2 separate regions of the Mus musculus genome follow, and region 1 is linked to region 2. A link is a contact called in public ChIA-PET data. All regions are on one chromosome and are shown on one strand. The core of a region is the stretch at or near the end of the contact, and the rest is flanking DNA. Distances in the headings are between cores, read along the strand shown. Region 1 has its middle 49 kb from the start of Cd55os. Region 2 has its middle 5.3 kb from the start of Gm41951.

What was found. ChIA-PET counts read pairs in DNA pulled down with a chosen protein or histone mark.
Region 1: a contact with region 2 is called in an SMC1A ChIA-PET map of the G1E-ER4 cell line, with 17 read pairs. The contact joins two enhancer-like sites. A contact is called at or near these places in 1 of 15 datasets of contacts at CTCF or cohesin (the G1E-ER4 cell line), 1 of 484 Hi-C or Micro-C datasets (nephron progenitors) and 1 of 115 datasets of contacts at active chromatin or transcription factors (embryonic stem cells).

The regions. Positions count from the first base shown.
Region 1 is chr1:130,370,655-130,377,587 of GRCm38.p6, forward strand. No RefSeq gene overlaps it. Among named protein-coding and RNA genes, the nearest start is that of Cd55os, 49 kb to the right of the region's middle. Within about 2 kb of position 3,262, at least 14 of the 459 cell types and tissues checked have an H3K27ac peak or open chromatin away from gene starts, as enhancers often do. A contact at or near this core is called in the G1E-ER4 cell line, where this site is marked.
Region 2 is chr1:130,293,564-130,300,642 of GRCm38.p6, forward strand. No RefSeq gene overlaps it. Among named protein-coding and RNA genes, the nearest start is that of Gm41951, 5.3 kb to the right of the region's middle. Within about 2 kb of position 4,173, at least 1 of the 459 cell types and tissues checked has an H3K27ac peak or open chromatin away from gene starts, as enhancers often do. A contact at or near this core is called in the G1E-ER4 cell line, where this site is marked.

The DNA.
Region 1 (6,933 bases), core at 2,012-4,511, 76 kb after region 2:
ATTCTCGGTCACACCTCCCTATGCCTCTGAAATCCCAGGACCACGTGCCTCACATGGATACCAATTAATTGGGGAATCCCTAGGATTTCCTGCTGCTAATGAGACACCCCAGCCCATCACAGGAATGTGAGTTAGCATTATCTCTAGTGATGCTCAGGGAGTCTTGTAGGACAGACAACAAAGTGACAAATTGCAGATGTTTGTCCCACTCTGAAGGGTACAGGGGGCACCAGCTCATCCAGGAACTCTACTCCACAGGCTTCGGACCCTGCCTGGCTCTTGGCTCCAAACCACCTTCCCAGCAGCCAAAAGGAGACCTTGGTATAACTGGTATGGTGCACACAGGTCTGCATGGCCGGAAACTGATTCACCCTGGGATGCCTCGTGTGGATGCGATACTTTCCAGCAGTTACTGTTTCCTACGATCACATCCCACGGGTAAAATGGCACGGACCACTGGACACAGACTGAAGTCTACACCAAAGTACTTGGAAGACGCAAGGATAGTCACTGCAAAGCTGTGGTGCCCAAGGTTTATAAGCAGAGACCCGCACTAGGTTTGAAAGGACTAGCCCAGACGGGTGGCGCCTGTGAGAGGCTGGCGCCTGTGAGAGGCTGGCTGTTCGGGAGAACTGTGTTTTTCACAAGCCAAAGACTGAAGTCATTCCCCTGGGTTTAGTTAATTCTCTAAGCCTAGCTTGGGACCCAACAACTGCGGATCCCATGCTCTGCGATGTTCCCCTAGCACAACAGGGAAGATGATTACACACTGCCTGCATGCTACACACCCAATTAGGGAGCTGATTGAAGCACCTCTTGCCCATTTTGAAATCTGATTTGTCAGTGGCTGACTGTGGCCCGCGGCTGTCTGCTGGCTATTAGCCGTGGCTGCACTATGATTCACTGACCTTGTAGGTATGACTGGTCCCTAACCTTTGCTGGTGTATTGTTGGCTGTTAATCAAATTGTGTTCTCTTTGCATTCATATTTATGTGCCCAGCTCACAGCTTTTACCATGAGTATATCTCTTTATCACAATGTATACCTAGCTCCTGACTCAGAGGCACAGTTGTAAGCCTTTCAGAACTGAAATTCTCTCTTCATGGTTGCACATCTTTCTTTAATGAGGGACTCACAAATCGCAGTAAAGTCAAAAACATCAGTTAGATGCACTTTACTCCAGAGTCCCCATTATTAAGCTTTTCGTGGCTGTAGTATATTTTCTGAATATAATTTATTCGATGCAATAGTTGACAAACATTCCAAAGGTGAAACAATAAATATAATAAGACTACCTTAGGTAATATATGTTGTAATGAGGCAAAAATCATAAGACAGTAATAAAGATAAAATGAAGGATAAATGATAATCTACGCATATTGGCATTGGAAATATGACTGTAAAATGGGGACGGGGTTGCCTCCCCATCTGGTGGAGGTCCACGGGCCCAGCCTGGGCTGCAGCAGTGTTCACAGCTACTCAGAGAGATTCCAGATCCTCTAAAGGATTGTTTTCCATTGTTTTCAAGCTACAATTTTCTCCTCATTTAAAAGGGGAAAATAGTAAAAGAGGAAAGAAGGAAAAACGCATGGCCCTTCTTTTTTAATGAAGGGTTCAGCTGGAGTGACCACTCCATTCCAGCTCAATGCCCGAGGAATATTCTGTATGGTCCCACAGCACCATCTACCGGCAATAACGTGAAACTACAAATTCCTGATCACTGGTGGATTAAGCTGTATGTTTCAAGTGAGATCTTGGGGGAGACAATGAAGTTTCCAGGTCACTGTGTTCAAAGAAAAATTATACCAGAGACACATGGTAAAGTAATTTACAGTTTATTAAAAAAGGAAGTGGGCTAGTGATCTGGTCATATTTGTATAGCACCTCACTTTTCTTGTATTTGCAAACGGCAATCTCTCCTAGAATGCGCTTTACCTATTACAGGGGGTCTAGGTGGGGAGGGTTTTCAGCCTTTTCCTGTCAGCTAGTTTCTTTCATATGTTGCTCTCGATGCTTCTCCTCTTTCTCCTCCTCCTCCTCTTCCTCCTCCTTCCCATGTCCCTACTCTCCACTTCCAGCTGTAATCCCTGCAAGTTTTTGAGGAGCAGAAATGTGATTGTTAAGTTTCTGGACCTTCTTCCACAATAATGAGGACTACAACTCCATATAAGAGGTGTTCCCCAAACTCGCCATACACTGGATGGATTTATTGTAGTGGAGGTTGGCTGGACTGCTTTCACTTTAGGGGTCTAGTTTGTAAACACTGTATACCCTAGAAGACACCATTTTTACCAGGTTTAAATACAAAGTTTAAGCAAGAGTAACATGATTATGCCAACCAGAGATTCTAGAAAGGGTGAGAGCCAGGGAAACCCAACTATACTCCTCCCAGGAAAGCCATTACCGTATCATGCTCTCAAGGATGTCCACTAGGACTGTTAATTAAACAAACAACAAACAAAACATACTGGTGGTTACATACCAATAATGTAGAAAAACAATTGTAAGGATGGATCCAATGATGGAAGAAATGAAAGACAAAGCAGTAGGAGGTTGTAACCACTGAGTACCAACAGTGTCGAATTAAAAAGGAGGAAAGCAAAATTATGAGGCCTGACCAGATCTCTCTGCGCTCTTTGCACTGCAGCTGGGTGATTGTGGGTCTCCCCTCCAGCTCATCAGGAACCTAGGCACAAGCCTGAGTAACTTGCTGTTCCTTTTAAAGTCTAATCCAGTTTTTATTTTGGATTGTTCCTTATCATTTGGAGGCTCTATGCATTCCTGGGGGCATTTAAGATGAGGCAGGTAGCCAAAAAATGAATCACTGTTCTTTTTCAGGCTAAGGTCAGTGGGGGACTGAGGAGGAATCCCATGGCTGCTTCTCCACTTGTGCTCTCTGGTCAGATCGCTCAGGATGCTGCTGACCATGTGCTTTCCCTCAGGATCACTGAGAACATTGTTTTCCATGTTGACCCTCCTCCTCTCTGTTGCTGGGAGCCAGGCAGATCTAAGGCTTTCTCAGAGACCCTGATGAAAGAACAAAGAGAATACTAGTTCCTTGTTCTTGCCCAGGGGAAAATTTGGCAAAGTCCAGCCTGGGGGCTGCAGCCAGAACCTCAAAGTTTAGGTTTTGGGTCCTGGGAGAGATGTTGCCCCTGAAGAGACTAGGGTTATCATGCCCTGTGTTCCCTTTGTGCAACATTGCTTAGCTTCCTGCTGACTTCCTCCCTTTGTGTGATAGCTTTCTGCTGACTCTGTCGCATTTCTCCCCACAGCCTGTAGGGAAGATGCTGTGCTTCTTAATAAACTTGCTCTGTGGATGACATAGCCTGTGCAAAACCTCCAGATCCCAAACCTTCCCATTTTTATTTTCTGATCCCAGTCATCCCTCCCAGGATCTCTGATCTTCCCTCTCAAGATCCTGTCAAAGAACAACCTGCTAGTCTATGTTGTCCTGTAGCATGTATATTGTTTAGTGTCTATCATCATCTGGTGCCTTCCATTGTGACAAGACAAGACACATCAGGGGTTCCCCCATCTTGCTGAAGCCATTTCCAGGTTTAACTGGAATCTGATCTCTTGATGGAGAATCCCATGGAAAATTACCCAACTCTTTTCTAGGAACTAAATGTCAAGATGTCCTAGCTAACTTATCTTAGCTTCTGTTTAACTGCCTGATTGTGGGGAGCCTCCTCCAGATAACCGCTTATCTTAGCTTCTGGTAAAATTCCTCGCTTCAAACTGCTCACTCTGTAAAACTCCACCCCCTCCCCTTGCAGCTGCTAAGCAAGATACCTAGGTGAGGCCTCTGCCTTTAAAACTCTTGTACCCTGAACACTTTGGGTCACACCTAGGTCCCTGAACTTTTGGGTGTGATTCCAGCTGGCAGGAATAAAGACTTTTAATTGGCTATGCACTATGTCTGAACGCTCATCTCTCTGGTGAGCTCCCCCTAACACCTTGGCCTCTTTGAGCAAGAGGACAGGTGATCTACCAGAGCTGTGTATAACTTCCCAGCAAAACTATTTTAAGATTCCTTTTCTCCATCCCTGCATTCAGATCATTTCTTCACCCTTGACTCTCTTTTAAGAAGTATATAGCACATGAGGCAGTCAGTTGAGCAACAAAACAAGAACGGCTTTGAGACCCCTCCAAATGCCTGGTTCAGATTCCATTTCTTCCTTGGTAACACTCTACCAGGCTCTCACATAGTGTCCCATGTGAGGAGGCGGGTGAGCCGTACTTCACAGACACGTGCTGGTGTTTCTCAGTGGGCACCAAGATCCAAAACCCTTTCCAACCTTGCTAAAGCCAGTGCTGTAGGAAATCAGTGCTTCATTTTCTAGAAATAAAAAGGGTGCTTAACTCTTGGAACGGGCAGCGTTGATGTCAGTTAGTGACTTACGTTCTGTGTTTCTGATAGACTTTATTCCAGGAGCATTTAAAGGGAGTTTGAATTGAAATTCTGAGAAAAGCTGGTCCTAAGCGATGGTCAGTCTCAATGGTCAATTGAGTGTGTGGGTGTGGCGTATGTGGTGTGTGTGTGTGTGTGTGTGTGTGTATGTGTGTGTGTCAGTGTGAGGTTGTGTATTTGTGTGTCAGTGTGTCAGTGTGTCAGTGTGTGAGTGAGTGTGGCAGGTGGGTGTTTGTGTGTCAGCATGTACAGCATGCACACTTTACGCACGTGTATACACAGGTGAAAGTGTGTACACAGATGTGTTTGCCTGCATGGGTATGTGGAAAGGCCAGAGGCTGACATCAGCATGTCCTCCTCAGTTCTTTAACTTGGTTTTGGGCTCACTGGTTCAGCTAGTCCTTCTGAACAACGAGTCACGGGAGTCGATCAATCTCCACCCTCCACCACTGAGCACCCAGCTTTTAAGCTGTTTGCTTTTCTAGCTCCAAATTCTTCCACATTGCTTTTACAAAACAAAAGGCCCATGAATCCCAGGGTCAGCTGTATAATAACAGGGGCTCCATTTCTCAGTCCTAGTTTTCAATATCAGTTATTACTCTTGATGCTGTGACCGAGAACCAGACAAGAAGCAACTTTAGGGAGGAAAGGCTTTACTTCGGGTTACAGTTTACAGTCCATCAGCGGGGAGAAGACATAATGGCAGGGACATCGGGCTGATACCCAGCTTGCTGTCTTCTGTGTGTAGAAGACCCCGGACCATGGGGTTGGGCCATGTTCACATTTGGTGCAGGTCTTGTCACCTCAACGACCTAATCTAGAAAATCTCTCACAGGAAAACCTAGAGATTTGTTTCCATGGTGATTTACAATCCCATGGAGGGCAGCGGAGATGTCTCAGTGGGTAAAGAAGTTACAGTGCAGCCCGCGTGTTACTTGGGAAACTGAGGTTCCCTTTGGGGTTCTTAGACCTAGTAAGGAAGGAATTTAAAAAACCATTCAGAAGCCGTAGAACAATTTTATTAGGACTTGAGATGGAGACAGCAGGACAAGCAGGTCAAAAATCCTGGCAGCTTCAAGGAGGATGAAGAAAAAGCCAGGTCTCTTAGGACAGGAATGGAATAGAAATAGAGACAGTTTAAGTGAGCCAAAGAAATGGCTCAGCTGTTATGAGAGCTGCCTGCTTTCCAGAGGACCTGGGTTCAATTCCCAGCACCCACATGGCAGCTCACAACTGTAACTCCAGCTCCTAAGAAATCCAATGTCCTCTTCTGGCTTCCACTGGTACTGAATACAGGTGGTACACAGGCATACTTGCAGTCATACATACATACATACATACAGACAGACAGACAGACAGACAGACATACAAGATAAAAATAAATCTTAAAACAGAAAGAAAGCAAAGCACTCCTAAGAATGGAAGTGAGACACATTAGTGGTCTCATGGACCTGTAAACCTTATAATCTACACCACCATGCTGTCAGGCAGGATGTACCTACTTGTACAATAGTGACACCCCTGTATGGGGGATAACCAATTGCTCTGGGATTGGGTCTGAGGTCACTCCACAGAGGAAATCGATACTTTGTACTGTAAACAGTACTGGAAAGAGTCCAGACAAATATGTGGACATGTATGTACATGGGCCCACATATATAAATATATTCATATGTTACCATGCAAGTGTGCAATTAACTACACATAGGCAAAGGCATGCAAATTCATATATACATGCACACACATAAACACAAAGTGGACACTTTCACATATGTGAAACAGGGCCAGAGACACACAAATGCCCACACATGTGTGTGTACATATTTGTATCCATAGGAACCCCTACACATGGACACACATGCATGCACACACATGTACGGACACACACACATAAGTACATGTACATTTATACCCTAACATTTACATTAGTTCATGTAGTTACACACCTTTATATAAGTACTCTGTGCACTGAGCACAGAATACACAAATGTGTTCACATGCACCCATGCATTTATATATGCACACACATGGTATGCAAAGGCACACATATGTACACACATTTAATGTGCATATTGTATATTCATACACAGGCATGTAGGCATGTGATGAGCACTCAGCTTTCTTGTCCTCAATACCTTGTAACCACCTTGAATCTTGCTGCAGGTCTCTTCTTTCACTGCAACAATCTTATCTGGTTGAGAATATCATGTGTCCATGGTATAAATATGAGTGCCAGAAGGCAGTTTGATGCTGTGTCAATGTAGCTGAACAACAGTAGTGAATTCCCTACCTGGCTTATGACCTCTGCAGGCAAGAGCTTTTCATCAGGCAAGAGCTTTTCATCAGTTTGCAGTACAAAGTATCAATTTCCTCTGTGGAGTGACCTCAGAGCAATGGGTTATCCCCCATACAGGGGTGTCGTTATTGTACATACAGGGGTGTCGTTATTGTACAAGTAGGTACATCCTGCCCACAGCTGCTACAGGTCCTTCTTTCCCGCGGTGACACCAACGACACAG
Region 2 (7,079 bases), core at 2,923-5,422:
TTTAATAAGGAGTCATACACCAAAGAATAAATGCATATAGATGTAAGGTTTTGTATCCCGCATCCACTCTACTACAGGACATTGGGAAGACAGAATGCGGAGAGTTTGACTGTGCTTGTCCCACACCGGCCAGGGTGGGTGCTGGGCTGTAGGAAAGCACCCAGGGACTGCTCCCGGTGGGAAACCACAGTCTGAGGAATGGGACCCTGGAGCCCACAGGCTGCAAAGAGGCTGGGGCTGTCTGGTTCCCAGGCTCTCAGGTTCTCTGGTTCTCAGACATCCAGGTAACACTGGGAGCTGTGGAAGAGTGAGAATGGAGCTGGGAGCTCCCCCCCCCCCCCCCCGCTTCCCCCACTCCAGAGCCAGGGGTTGGGGGGGGGGGTAGCTCCAGCTGGTCCCATGGTGAGAGTCCTTGGCTTGACTGGAGGCAGGCTTGATGGCAGTGGTGGCTGGGAGTGCAGAGATGCCTTCTATGGAAGATTAGACAGCAGCTCTCTGGGTAAAGGCCATCTCCATGGTGCCCCACGGTGGATCCTGATGAAAAGAGACAGTCTGTGCTTCCAAATTATTTACACCACGATGGAAAGTAGTTGTGTAGAACCATACCTCCTTTCTCAGAGTGGGCCTGAGATTAAATACCTTTTGCAGGGAGGAATGGCTGGGAAGGAAAGCTTATTGCCTATGCCCTCCAGACCTCTAGGTGCCTCATTAGCATGGAGATTTCAGTCATGAGCCTTAGTCTCTTTTCCTATTGTCTTTGTCTAAGGTGTTAGGGATAGCTCATCTACATGTGGAGGGGCTTAGGGCATTGCCCTTACTGATGGCCACAAATCTATGGGGAGCTGCAGTTAGTGACAAGGGCCTGGTGACCAGGAGTAGGGGAAGCTCCTACCATCCCTTCAGGATCTCCTGGGCCTCAAAGCCTTTTTTAGCTCAACCAAGGACCAGGCTACCTCTCATTGCCCCACATATAGATTCTTTATAAAAAGTTCAAAAATAGATCAGCATAGGAAATAAGTTAATGCAACACAGCGTAGAAACAATGTGTTATTTCAACTGACTCAGAAAAACAATCAAGAAATCCATCCCCTCCTGTGCTGAAGACACCAAGAGTAAAGTCCGAGTGGAGGGAAGCTACTCTCTCTGAGAATGGACAACTGAAATTTTATAGTTAACATGTTTGTGGTAGTTCAAACAAGCTTGGCCAATGGGAAGTGGCACTGTTAGGATGTGTGGCTTATTAGAAGAGATATAGCCTGGTAAGAAGTCTGTCAATATGGAGGCAGGGCTATAAAGTCTCATAGATATGCTCAAGTCTGACCAATATGATTCAGACCCTTCTCCTGGCTACCTGCAGAAGACACTCCCCTTCTGCTGCCTGTGTATCAAGATGTATAACTCTTGCCTCCTCTAGCACGATGTCATGTTTTCTGCCATGATGATAATGGATGGAACCCCTGAACCTGTAAGCCAGCCCCAATTAAATGTTTGCCTTTATAAGAGTTGCCTTGATCATGGTGTCTCTTCACAGCACTAAACCCTAAGACAATGTTCAATAGAGCAAAAGTTAGTTTTCTTTCCAAAGACCAGAGAATAAACAAGAATATTTATGCTTCCCACCACCTCTCAACATTGCACAAGAGGATCTAGCAGTGAGAATTACTCAATAAAATGAAATAAATGATGTTAAGATTGGGAAGAAGGAAGCAAAACCATATCTGTTTGCAATTGATGTAACTGTACACATGAAATATCATAATACATTCGATAAGAATCTCTTGGGTTGAAAACAAAAGTCAGTGAGCTCAACATGTCAGGAAGATACAAGATCAGGATACAGCAAAGTAACTGCGTTCTGCATGCCTGCACTGTACAATACGAACTGCAGAAAAGAAAACAGCTCCGCCTGCTATAGCATCTAAAGATTAAACATTTAGAAAGAAACTTAATCTAGACAAGTACAAAAGACATACTCTAAAAACTCTAGGACACTATCGAAAGCAAGACCTTCACAGAAGGAAAGCACCCCGTATTCATACATTGGGAGACTAGATTAGGAGGTCAGCACTTGCCAGTCAATCTCAAGATGATCCCTGTTAAAAACCCCATATGAGGGTTTTGGTTTTGGTTTGCAGTTGTAAAACTGATTCTAATATTCATATGGAATTCTAAAGGAACTGAGAATAGTTCCAAAATAATCTTTAAAAAGGACAAAGTAGGAAGGTCATTCTTTTGATTTTTCAAAATTTCCTTTAAAAGTTAGAATAATGAAGTCAATGTCATGCTGCTATAATGACCAGATCAAATAAAGAAAATCAAGAATCCAGAAAGAAACCAAACTCTGTGGCAAAACAACATTTATCAGGCATACCAAGATCAAGAACAGGGGCAAGGAGCAGTCACATATACAAGAGTAATGGGTAAAAGGCAAACTCCAATACCATGGGGCTGACGCACTACCATCTGGCCCAGATTGTTTTAGCTACTACTGCACTGTTGGATTATCCAACTAACTATATAACACTACCACACATGACAATGAGCTGCAGCCCCTGGCATGCCTAACTTCAAGTGTGTAAGGAATCTTAACTCAGGACAGGAGCACAGTAGAAACTGACATATTCACTGAATAGATTTCATTTTCTCTATTCTCTCTGTAAGATGTAACTATTTATTAAGGATTATTATTAATAATCCAACATATATACTACTGAAGGCTTTGTGCTTGCTTCTATATCACATGTTTGAATATATGCATGGACATATGTGTGGTTGTATTATTTTACATATTACTTTTTCACAATAGAATTCATTTGAGAAATGGTGTATCTTGACTGACAGCAACTACATGCAAATTTAATACCATATTTGAAGGACCAGGCAGCATTCTAAGTTTTTAGGCATCTTATGTGATACTCAGATATTATTGCTATCCACTTTGCAGAATGATAAGACTAGGGTGCACAGAGTTAAGTAAATCTAACCACATTTGTGTAGTCTGTAGCTGGTTTATAAACACAAGCACTCAAGCCCACAGCTTATACCCTTAAGTTTTCCTCTGTGGACCTACCCCTGGGAATACTAGAAGATCCTGAAGTCTTTCCTCATAGCAGTGTGTTTCCTACTTAAAGATTATTTGTTCTCATGACCCAGGAAATAGAGATGTTAAGATTTATTCTGGGTTTATTAGCATTAGTTTAAATGGAGCCATATGAACATCTAATTAAAATTTATTTTATAGTTATAGAATGATACAAGAATACAACTAGGTACAGTTTTCTATAACTAACCAGAATGCCATTTGTTAAATTATTCATCTGTTCATTTATCTGTTTGTCCTTCTGCCTTGTGTCTGGCAAAGTGACCACTACTTTACTGAGACAGCTTGATGTAGACTAGAGTCACTTGGACAAAGAGAACCTTAATTGAGGAATTGCCCCTAGCACACTGGCCCATGGACAAGTCTATGAAGCATTTTTTTGATTGCTGATTTCTGTGGGAGGAACCAGTCCACTGTGAGTGTTACCATTTCTAGGCAGGTGAGCCTGAGTTGTATAAAAGCAGGTTGAGCAAACCAGTCAGCAACACTCCTCTACAGTCTTTGCTTCAGTTCCTGCCTCAAGTCTCCACTTTGGCTTTCCTCTGTGTGGAAGTATAGACTGGAATAACCCTTTTCTCCCTAAGATGTATTTGGTCAGTGTTTCATCACGTCAATAAAGAAACATACTAGTACAAGCTCACTGCAGATAAGTCGAGCTGTTCACAAAACCATGATTTGATGAATAAGTTTAAAGCATTGAGAAATAAAAAAAAAAAAAAAAAATCATCCAGGCTTCTCCTGTGGAATTTTACACAAATCCTGGTACTTGTAAAATATCTGGCCATCTATTCCAAATCCTGAACTTTATGTGAGCTTGAAAGGTGCCATTCCCTGATTCCCACAAGTAAAAGGTCTCCAAGTACTTCTTGCTTTCTCTGATTCTTGAGCTTAAGAAAAAGTTTCCTCTTTCATTAGATTTCAGCTGGTCTTTGAAGAGACACTCTGGCTTTGTGGCTGTGCTTCCCTTTATACCCTGTCTGCCTCTCTTGGCTTGAAAGGCAGAAGCAGAAGGCCATTGCAGCCCTGACTGGCTGGGGTACACCTCCCTGGTTGTGTTCCCTCCTGTAACTGACAGGGCTGCTATGATTAAAGAGGGAGAGAATCTGTGAAGAGCTGAGCACGGATTTTTCAATGTGCGAACTACTTGTCAAAATTTTATAGTAATTAGGAGCTGAGTGAAGAAAAAGGAAAGTGGCTGCTCAGAAGTTGGTAGAATTTCAATGTTGCAGTATTCTTTTTGAGATTTATAAATGGCCTGAATTCATTAGGAAGTTGCATAAACCTCATATTCTAGGGAGAGAAGAGGAAAAGCTATCTAGCATCCTAGTTTGCGGTGTCCTTCAAACGGGCACCGGTGTTTGAAGATGGTGTCTGGGAAGAGACAGTATTTCAGTATCCTTCCACTTCTCCTTGTCCAGGAACATAGGGCCATCTCCTCTCCTCTTCTCACTCATCCTGTAGACGCTGTGTATGGGGAACACCCGTAGCACACTGTGGACCAGCCCCTTAGACCTGTTAAGACGCAGATTCCTCCATGGTCATTTAGAGTTAAATATGAGGTTTTAAGCTTTATGGCTTTCCATGATTTTACCATATTATTATGTCTCCATTTGGAAACATTGAGATCGTTTTGTGATATCTTGCTCTACAAATATCCTTATCATTAAATACATATTCTTTTTATCAAAAGAATGGTTTCAGTATTAACAACCTTTATCACTGAGTCTGATCTAACTTAACCTCTGCCTTGAGAAGCCCTAAGTTTTCTGTGTAGTTTGACCCATATAGAATTATTATAGAGCTGAAGTGCAGAATATGCTATTCAGACATCTCTTTTCATTTATTAGGAATTTAAACGGGGGTAACTATTTTTTGTGCCCTTTTTAGGATCACAAGACATCAAGTGATGTGATGACAAAATGTTACTGAGTGACAGCCGCTTCTCACCCTGTTTTGGAGCTTCCCAAGAAAGCGAGCAGCTGGAAAACATGAGAAAACTTCAGGATTTCCAGATTGTGATGACACAACACAGGGCACCTTTGAATTGGAAACATTAGGTTTCTACACAAAAGACCTGGGGGAAGCCAACAAACTTAAACCTTAAAACAAGTACACATGATAGTATTACATAGCATAGTTTTATTGCCCTAAGGTCTGATAAAAACTTTGTTCTATACAGTGAGATTGCAGACCTCCCCAGAGACTAACAACCACTAGAATGTCTGGAATCTCACTGTATAGAACAAAGGGGTTTTTTGTGTGTTTTTTGTTTTGTTTTGTTTTGTTTTCAGAATAACACTTCATATAACAATGTACACTTAGATAACCTCTGTCTTTGTGCAGTTTGATGAGGCATAATTTCCTTAGCCCAGTAATACTCACATCTGGACATGCTGTTTATTTTACTTCCCTCTAAGTCTACTGAAGAAAGACTTGAGTGGTCTCAAGTTTGGGACTCCTGTGGAATTAGCTGCTATGTATAACTGTTTGCAGATATTTAAGTAAATGTCAACTTCCAATCCCTTCGAATGGCAAGAGTATGTTTAGTTTTCCAAGAATCTGCCAAACTATCTTCCAAAGTCTGACCGCATTTGCTTTCCACCTGTGCTGAGCTGAGTCCCCGTTGGTAAGTATCTGCACCAGCAGCTCTTGGTGAGGGTGTGCTGGACTTGGGCCATGCTGATAGGTCTGAGGACAGAGTTCATTACTGTTTTAATGTACAGTATTCTGATAACATATGATACTGAGCATTTTATATGCCTTTTGTACAATTTAAACATTTAAAAACTGTACAAGAAGGTTTTTTTTTTAATTTTTATGAAATCAATTGAGTAATGTTTACTTTTAAAAGTGGCTTAGGGCAAATGTATCAAGAGTTACCAGTGGTAGAAAATGTGAGTTATTCTATTTTTTAATCTTCTTTTTTAAAAGTTTCATAGAAATATGTGGGAAAAAATGGTTTAGGGTAAGTTTATTTAGACTCGCCAGTCTAGAGAAGGCAAGGAGGAGGCATTGCAAGTGTGGAGCATTTGTTCTTTCTGTTCCTAGTTTCTCAGCTTCCCTCTTCAGAGCCTTCAAGGAGAGAACTGATTTCCTTTGACCTGATTGCCATGCCACCCATCCCCAAATAAGAGAGGCAGGAATAGCGTCTTTTTAGCCTATGCCCTCCCGCACTTCCCCACTCCCCCAACCCCAGTAACTTGGTTTCCTTGTTGGAAGCCACAACTGCATTAAGAAAGCTGGAAAGCTACTTTAAAGCTGCCCGTTCTGTTTTGTCCTCAGTAAAACTTCCTTTTCTCTGTGACACTAACTTTTTCCTTTTTTTAATATTTCCAAAGTAGACTTAAAGTATGAAGGAAATAATAGACCCTAAGGGCTTCCTTACCAAGTAAAACTCTCATTGCAAACCTGCGAGGAGCTGCCTGGAAGAGCCTGCTGTCCCTCGCTAAGCAGCAGGGGCCATAGAGTGGGGGATGGGTTCTGAGCCGTTTCCAGGCTCTCACCATTAGGTCTTTGTGATAAGCTGGGGAGGAGAGGGGGAGAAACATGGAGAAAGAAGGGAGAGGGGTGGGCAATCTGCTATAAAAATACACCCACAATGGCAGTTGGTTAATGTGTGCTGCTGATAAAAGCAGTTTAACAAGAGACTTGGGGCTCTTTGATTCTCCGCTTCCCCAGGAAGGGGGGGCAGATGTCTGCCTCCTGACATTTCACCGTTTAACCCTACTGTGAGCCTTTTGTGGATGACTCTCATTAAACCCTTTAGGCAGCGCTTCCTTCGGTAGCAGTGCTGTTCACTGCTGTTCAGCTAGCTTCCTCTCTGATGATTCTTATTGTTTTATACTCTAAGCTGAAAAAGTCACCTTAACAAGACAGAAAAAGCATCCAGTGATTAAAGGCCCAGACCCCGGGAATTATCCAGAGCTCAGCAGCGCTTGCAGCATGAGAGTGTGCTAAAACCTAAATTAAACGCCTCATC